Linked DNA regions of Triticum aestivum: region 2 is linked to region 1. A link is a contact called in public Hi-C data. All regions are on one chromosome and are shown on one strand. Each heading gives the region's core, a stretch centred on a gene start, on an enhancer-like site or on the middle of the called end of the contact. The rest is flanking DNA. Distances are from core to core; before and after follow the strand shown.

The links. Hi-C and Micro-C count contacts between places; a contact is called where the count stands out from the background.
Region 2: a Hi-C map of leaf shows a contact between it and region 1, with 5 times the contacts expected there. The contact joins the promoter of LOC123110118 here to the promoter of LOC123110116 in region 1. A contact is called at or near these places in 3 of 5 Hi-C or Micro-C datasets (all in leaf).

Annotation. Positions count from the first base shown.
Region 1 is chr5B:12,382,176-12,386,191 of IWGSC CS RefSeq v2.1, reverse strand. LOC123110116 (malate dehydrogenase, glyoxysomal) reads left to right here and starts at 1,671. Exons shown (of 9, transcript XM_044530559.1): 1 at 1,671-1,917; 2 at 2,650-2,865; 3 at 3,709-4,016. The coding sequence starts at 1,840.
Region 2 is chr5B:12,618,137-12,622,100 of IWGSC CS RefSeq v2.1, reverse strand. It overlaps LOC123110118 (neutral ceramidase), which reads right to left and starts at 2,456. Exons shown (of 10, transcript XM_044530563.1): 1 at 2,306-2,456; 2 at 414-843. The coding sequence starts at 763.

The sequences.
Region 1 (4,016 bases), core at 422-2,921:
GTGTATGAAAATCATGGCAAATCATATAAATTTCTGCAATATAACTTTTTTCATGATTATATGGTTGCTTTGTTCATTAGAGCATGGCAACTTTTTGTCGCGTACTATGGATTTTCTAGATTGTTTTCAAGGAGAGTTTTCTGGATTCGGTGCATTTTAGGCCTTTTTTTTGTTTCTCTCAATTTTTTGGGAGAGGCACTAGCAGTTTTTGGGCCTACAAAAAATGTAATTATTTGTTTTTCTAATTCTCCAATTCATTGGCTTTTTGGGCTGGTTCGTCGGAGCCATTTGGGTTGGTCCGCTGAAGGCGAGCTGGAGAGGTCGTTCGGGATGGGAGGAGATTGCAACGAATGAAATCATGAAAAAATAGTTTATGGATCACGGCAAGATTAATACAAGTACCATGTCAAAATTCCTTTTTCTCTTATCATTTGCCACCTTTTCTTATGTAAATGAAAATTTTCTTTAAATATTTGACATGTCAAGTTTAACTAAAGCCCATGTCTAAATTTGCCATATTTTTAGACCTCTCCAAAATTGCCATGACAAATGATCACAAAAACATGGCAAATTCATAAAGTTTCTAAAACATGGCAAACTTGCCATCCTTCAAATAGTTTGCCACCATTTTTCTTCAAATGCATTTTTTTATTTTCTCTAAAATCTTGCAAAGTTACTATATTGACAATGGCAAAATTAGCTCATGGATCATGGCAAGATTAATTGAAGTACCATGGCAAAATTCTTTTTGTCTTATCATTTGCCAATTTTTTACTCAAATGACAATCATAGCAATTTCCACTTAATGCTTTCAACTTCTGATTTATACGCTGGCATTTTTATAGCCCAGCACGGCAATTTCCCCTTTTTTGTAAGCTATGTCAATTTTGTTGGGTTTTTGTTTGGCTATTGAAAATGAGATCCAAAATGTCAGTTTTCTATATGTTGTTAGAGTCGTCATAGGAAAATTAGGCATTTTTTTGGCCCAGGTGGAGGCTCGATAGGGGATTCGATGAAAAAAAAAAGGCTGTAGGCCCTGGGATCGATGGTGTTCGTGTTGGGGGCTTCTCGTCCCGAACGTATTCGTTCGATCGATAGGCTTTCCCGTGACGAACGAGTCGTTCGGTCTGGGGTTCTCCCAGGCCCAACGTTCGGCACTTATCCATGTCCCAAACAAATTGTAGTTCTATGAACTGTGTGACTAGCATTCAGATATAAATGCACATGATTTAGATCTATACGCACACGGCAAGCACCAAAGCTAGTACTCAGATCAATCCACATCACATGAGCCAACTAGTACACGTATAAATCCAGGCACACACCATGAGAGAAATTAGCACACACGAAAGGAAAGAGGTCTGCCAACAGGATAGCAGCCACGGCCACGATGCAAGGTCGATTCAACGAGATAGCGCGCGCGTTATTTTAGTAATCTAAACGTTCTTATATTAGTTTACAGAGGGAGTAGTATTTAGGTTAATACTATGATCTGATGGGTAAAATGATTATTTTTTATTATTTCGTGGCAACACACGGGCATTTAGCTAGTGTAATGATAGTTGCGAAATAAATGTATTTTCGAAATTAAATTTGTATGCATGGGCATCAACGTTATCTTTATCCACCTACACCATACACCATGATGGAAGCAAAACAAAACTTGCACGCATTCCTGAACGAACGGACGGAAAGACAACTTTTGCATCCGGCCCCTCCGCTTTACCCCTTTTCTCCCGCCCTCGCAACCACCTCCGCTGTCCTCCCCGGAGTCTCTTCTTCTCTTCCCTCTCCCGTCGCCTCCCGAGTCTCCGGCGACCACGCGGAACCGACGCGGCCATGGAGCAAGGCGCCGACTCCGCGGCGGCCAGGCGGATGGCCAGGGTCGCCTCCCACCTCCGCCCGCCCACCTCGCAGGCACGAACCCACAACCACCCCTCCCTCCCTCCCTCTGCTTCTTTGCTCCTCTCTCTGCTCAGATTTGGAAGTCGGAGCGAGATCCTTCCCGGAGGATTAGCTGCCGCCGCCGGCCGTGGTGGCATCCGGAGCGAGATCCTTCCCGCGGCGCTTCTGCGCGTAGCTGCTTAGCCTGTGCGCATCCATGCTTTCCAGGATCCTCGTGTGACCGAAGATGCATGTCCTGTATGCTTCGGAGCTAGCGATCCATGGACCAGGAAACGACTTTCGAGTAGCCTCTGTTCACTTTTGTAAGTTGTTTCAGACAACACAAAATAGGCTGTTTTGCACATTGTCTGAAATGTTTTAAGGTCTTATAAAAGTGAACGGAGGGAGTAGAAAAAACATATGACGATGGGATGCAATTTCGAACTACTGGTTGCTAATTCTCTGATTCTGGCAGTTGAGTCAGCGACATATTTAGCGAGCATCAGGTAGATCTCCGAGCGAGTACAATCACGATATCTTGTTATGATATACTTTCAGGCCAGCATTGCTATCTAGCTGTCGGGGAAATTCAGAATCATCTGAATTATTCTTAGCTGGTGATTATACCAGACAACTTCCTAAATTTAGCTCTTATAAACTTACTTAAACCTGTGGAACTGTCCTGGTTGGCCAATGCATAAAAGGTATCGTCCACTCCAGAATTGGCTTCTACTAGGCTAATTTTTCTCTTTCCTTATTTTGAAGGAGGAGGAGGTGGCCATCTTGAAGGGCTCTAATTGCCGTGCAAAAGGTGCAGCACCAGGGTTCAAGGTTGCAGTCCTGGGTGCATCTGGTGGGATCGGCCAGCCCCTCTCGCTGCTTATGAAGATGAACCCTCTTGTTTCGGTGCTCCATTTGTATGATGTTGTCAACACACCTGGTGTTACAGCTGACATTAGCCATATGAACACCGGTGCTGTGGTATGCCCCTTGACCCTGTCTTTATGTCCTGTTTTTAGCTTTTTCCAAAGTTCCTCACTGAAAATTGATTCTGAAAGGATACTATAGTTTCATGCTGGTAGACCTCTAGTACAGTTGCTCTCCATGTGATCCATGCAGGTTATGTTTAGAGGAAGTGAATTACTGAAGGAATGTATGTCTTCTCTACTGTCCTTGAAGGATACTATAGTTTATGTCCTGTTTCTGCGAAGTTGCTCACTGAAAATTGATTCTGAAAGGATACTGTAGTTGCATGTTGGTAGACCTCTAGTACAGTTGCTCTCCATGTGATCCGTGTAGGTTTTGTTTAGAAGAAATGAATTACTGAAGGAATGTATGTCTTCTCTACTGTCCTTTTAGCTCGTACGGTAGGGTTTTTTTTTTTTTTTGGGTAGCAAAGGGATCTCTTCCCTGATTTGCATTAAAGAAACCAATCGAGGTACATAAGGTAGAGGTTTGGAAATTAGCATTACCCAGCTGGTTGTTTCTGTGTTACAATCTTATAATCCATAACTCAGCAAACAAGTAGCCAATTTCCAGTGGCATCATGCATTGTTCTTAAAGGCATGAGGTCTCCGAAGAATAGTGTCTGATCATTCAGTAATAATTGTGGATTTAAATCTGAAAACAATAAATAATGTTGCAAGGAAAACATATAACCTACTTGTATTTTATGTAACAGGCAGATATTTGATTGGCACAATATTAATAGCTGCCACATATCTTTGTCCGCCCTAGCCTATGCATACAATTATCACCTGATTCTTGAACCTTAAAGGTTATCTGATCATTGGGTGTAATTATGCTAAGGTATAATTTCTACAGGTGCGTGGCTTCTTGGGTCAGCCACAATTGGAAAGTGCTCTTACTGGAATGGATCTTGTCATCATTCCTGCTGGCATTCCTCGGAAACCTGGGATGACAAGGGATGATTTGTTCAACATCAATGCTGGAATTGTTCGGACTCTTTGCGGGGGAATTGCAAAATGCTGCCCAAATGCGATTGTGAATGTGATCAGTAACCCTGTAAATTCCACTGTTCCGATTGCTGCTGAAGTATTTAAAAAAGCTGGAACATATGATCCTAAGCGCCTATTGGGGGTGACAACACTTGATGTAGTGAGAGCCAATAC
Region 2 (3,964 bases), core at 1,207-3,706, 240 kb before region 1:
GTGCAAGGCAGAATCTACTTTCTTATTGATGAAGTAGACCAAGCGGATTATAAAACTTTAAATTATGCCATTGAGTGCCACTGTACAGAGTATGTATGTGCATTGTGAAATGGCTAAGCACGTTAAGTGACAGCACTCAGATCATATAAGCCAAATAACATACAGAAAGACACCAGCAGCCAATGATGGCTTAACATAATCAAGAGAATAAACAGAAGTGGAATAAGCATGGTACAAGTAGGAAAATAACTTCATAATGAACTAATGTTTCAACAGAGAAAATGCACAAAGGATGATGGACCCTTGCAACTGTATGCATGATCTACAAAGAGACATCACATATGCACTCAGAGTTGAAACAAACATGTCAGGATTTTCTGATAATTAATTCATGAGAAGTTGCTTCTTACTACCTTGCTTTTAGCCTTTCGAGCACCTTGATATTCACAAGCTGTGATGCCATACAAGCGTCGAGATTCACAAAGACAACACGCTTTCCATCATCAGGCTCGGCGACAATAAACGCGCGTGACTTTAGCCTGAAGTGAATCCCTGATGTAACCTGCTCCGCATTTGCATATCCCATCATGTTAACATCTGCCGCAGGCCCTGTTATGTCATAGCTCCCCATGCCGACCAGATAAGGAGAGTCTGAGAGCACCAGGCTGCAGTTCTGAAGGAGATGCAGTAAAAGAAGACATAGCCATATCCAGGACAAACCAAAACCCCAGACTTGGTAGCGGAAGCAAGACGATGCCTCCATCAGGAAGGAACCAGGGAATGAAGTTGTTAATTAACTAGTGCAAGTCAGAAGCCTCGAGAGAACAAAAAATCAACTGCAGTCTGCAAAAGAGAAGAAAAGCCTATGAACAAAATCACCAAGCATTCTATCATACTGAAGCAAGGGAAAGGGTGCATACTAGTATCCAACAAGATTATCAAGCTATAATGACACAAGTACATGTTAAGCTATAAATACAGTGTCCCCGCGAGAAAAAAAAACAGTAGTGTGGCGTGGGCCAGGCTTCCGGATCACCATCTCCTCAGTATGGCTTCAACTTGGTGGCTCTGACTGATATGTGGTCCATCTCATCATCTGGCAGGCGATAACATGTTTAACTAAATGAAGTACGAGTTCTGATTTTCTGAACTAGGAGGTATTAATGGCCTATTCTGTACGGGTTTATGGTTTGATGAACTGGGGTCCGTTTGGTAGGTAGGTCTGTACTCTAGAATCAGTAGTAGTGTATTAGCAACTAATGGACAGGGATTTTTGGCTCTGGGGACCAAGAGTAGGCTGAATTTAATTTGCGGTTGCTGAATTTACTGTCCAGAATTATCAATTTCCCACTTAAATTTAAATGCAGGAAAAATCATGAAATCCACTCAATGTTTTTTTTTCAAAAAATAATATTGGAATTAGTATCATGAAATTCTGGGTTTTCTTAGAAGAGACGTAAATTCCTGGATTTAGTTTCATAAAAACTCGAAGAACTAGCATAGTGGAGTCCTGAGCTTCCCACTTAAAATTTCGAATTTTGAGAAACCATCAAATCCATTTAATGTTTTCTAGAAAAAGAAAATCCTAGGATTTGTATATGAATATTATTCCCTTAGAAGAGATGTAGTTTTCCAGGTTTAAAACCACAAAATTTCCCAGAACTATTGCGGAGCTCTCAATTTTCCACTAAAAGTTTGACACAGGAACCCACCATAATCAATGGTCTCACTGGGAGTTAATTTTTCAACCATAATGTCTACTGATATCTTTTTTTTTTTTGAGAGAGAGAGAGCGAATATCTACTGATATCTGGGTCAAACTTCCACCGGAGAACAAAGACGAGTACCCCAGATCCGCACCAAGCATGCTCAAACCCTAGAACAACTGCATACAGCAATTTAAGTACTACTAGCTGATTAGCGCAACGCGTCCAGCTACGACCGACGCGACCTGGCTGGAAGGAAGCGGAGTGACTCACCATGCGAAGGGCGAATCTCGACTGGGAACCCCGCCCCGGCTGCTCCACTGGCTAGTGGCCTCCGCCGGCATTTAAACCCGCGCCTCCCCGTCCCCGGCAGACACGACTAGGCCGGCCGGGAACTCCAAGGGCGGGGCGCCTCGTGGTCGTAGCTCACGGCTCCCAGTGGCGACGGCCGACCGCGACGGGCGGACGGAGGGGGACAGGGTGGAGCGTACAAGGCACGGGCAAAAGGGGGCCCAGCTAACCAAACAAACAAACAAACACGAGCGGAGTTCAGCGCCGCGGGAACTGGTGGGGTGTGGCGTAGGAGGAGGCGCGCGCACCTCTGAGCTCGTCGGCATGGAGACGGCCGGACTGAGGAGGGGGGGGGAGCGGGCGAGGCGTTGAATCGGCGGCGAGGATGACGACGATGTGGGGAGAGACGATGGCGACGCGCCGCTGAAACTTCGGGCCGGGCCTTCCACGCGTTTGCGCCCATCTTGTTTTTTTTTTACTCCCCTGCGAACGTAAGATTTTTAGCAGTTCGAACGCTTGAGCTAAAAAAAAACAGTTTGAACGCCCTAAGAATCGTAGGATCCCGATCAAACGCGTGACAATTACTCTGTGCAGCGTGGCAATTTCCCCTATTTTATTTACCTAAAATCTAAAAAGCGGCCGCCACCAACTAACAGACACGGGCGGCTGATTCCTGGCCGTTCGATCGCGCCAGCGATCGCGCCCAGATCCGCCAGATGCCACCTGGTCTGGATTGGCCCTGCACCGCGGTCGTGGGCGGTTGTCCATATCCGGACGTGGCAGGCCCACCTGTAAGCGGTAGAGGAGGGGAGTAGTGGGGGTCGTGGGCGGCGGTTTTCGAAATGTGTGCCTGAAATCCCTCGCCGCAGCGTGCTCTCTCCCCATTCCGTCTTCGTCTTCCTCCTCGACATCCTCTCCATCGAATGGGGCGTCACGGCGGAGTGCTCAGATTGGCGGCGGCTTGCGGGTGGTTCTCCTCGCGGGGGAATCGCCGGTGCTCCTCGCCGTCGGAGTATGCTCGCCCTCCACTTCTACATGCTTCCCCTCCCTCTCTCTATCTCGCGGAGCGCGGATGGTGCTGAAATGTGAGGGGAATGCTCTCTAGGGTTCGGGAACGGCGCGAACTACCCCCGCTTATCCTCGATTTTGGTCACGTTGAGTTCCCTTCTCCTATCTCGTAGCACGCGCCCAACGGTGGTCGAGATCTACAAGGAGGCGTAGTTCACGGCACGGGGGTGGCTGGCCAGGGTCAACGTGTAGTTGGCCAGGGTACGCGGTAGTCGTTAGGTAGAAGGGGTGCATGTCCACGGCGCCCGTTGTGATTTTAGGGCGATTTTGGCTGTTTAGTTCATGTTCCGTTCAATTTTGCAGAGGTTTGAGATCTGTTCATGATTCTTAGTCATTCTGTAAGTTGTATTAGATGTGTGCAATGTTGTGTGCAATGCATTGGCTGATTTTGTAGTTGGTGTTCAGTAATTTAAGTGGTTAGTTGCACAAAATTCTGCTCAGTTGGCTGCGTTCATATAGTACTTGGCTGTCCATATGCTCTGCAGTTGCAGCAGTTGTTTTGGTCAGTTGGCTCACTGTTTGTACTAGTTGGTTGTCTATACGGTGTTCAGTTGCACAAGTTGCCTGCTCAGTTGGCTGCATCACTTTTACTAGTTGGCTTGCATCACTTTTACTAGTTGGCTGTTCATATGTTATACACTTTGTGCTAGTTGCTCTACTTAGTTGGCTTTGCTGTTTCCCCCTCTGCTGTGTGCAACTAGGGACTCTTGTTTGTGCAATTTAGCATCAATGCTTGCCAGTTTTCCAATATAGTCTACCCAATCCACCAGCCTTGTGGTGGTTGTGGTGGTTCATGTGTTTTCTCCTGCTTTGTGCAACTAGGGCCCCTTGATTATGCAAATTAGTACCAATGCTTGTTAATTTTCCAATCTAATTTTTCTCAATGTGCAAGTCTTTGT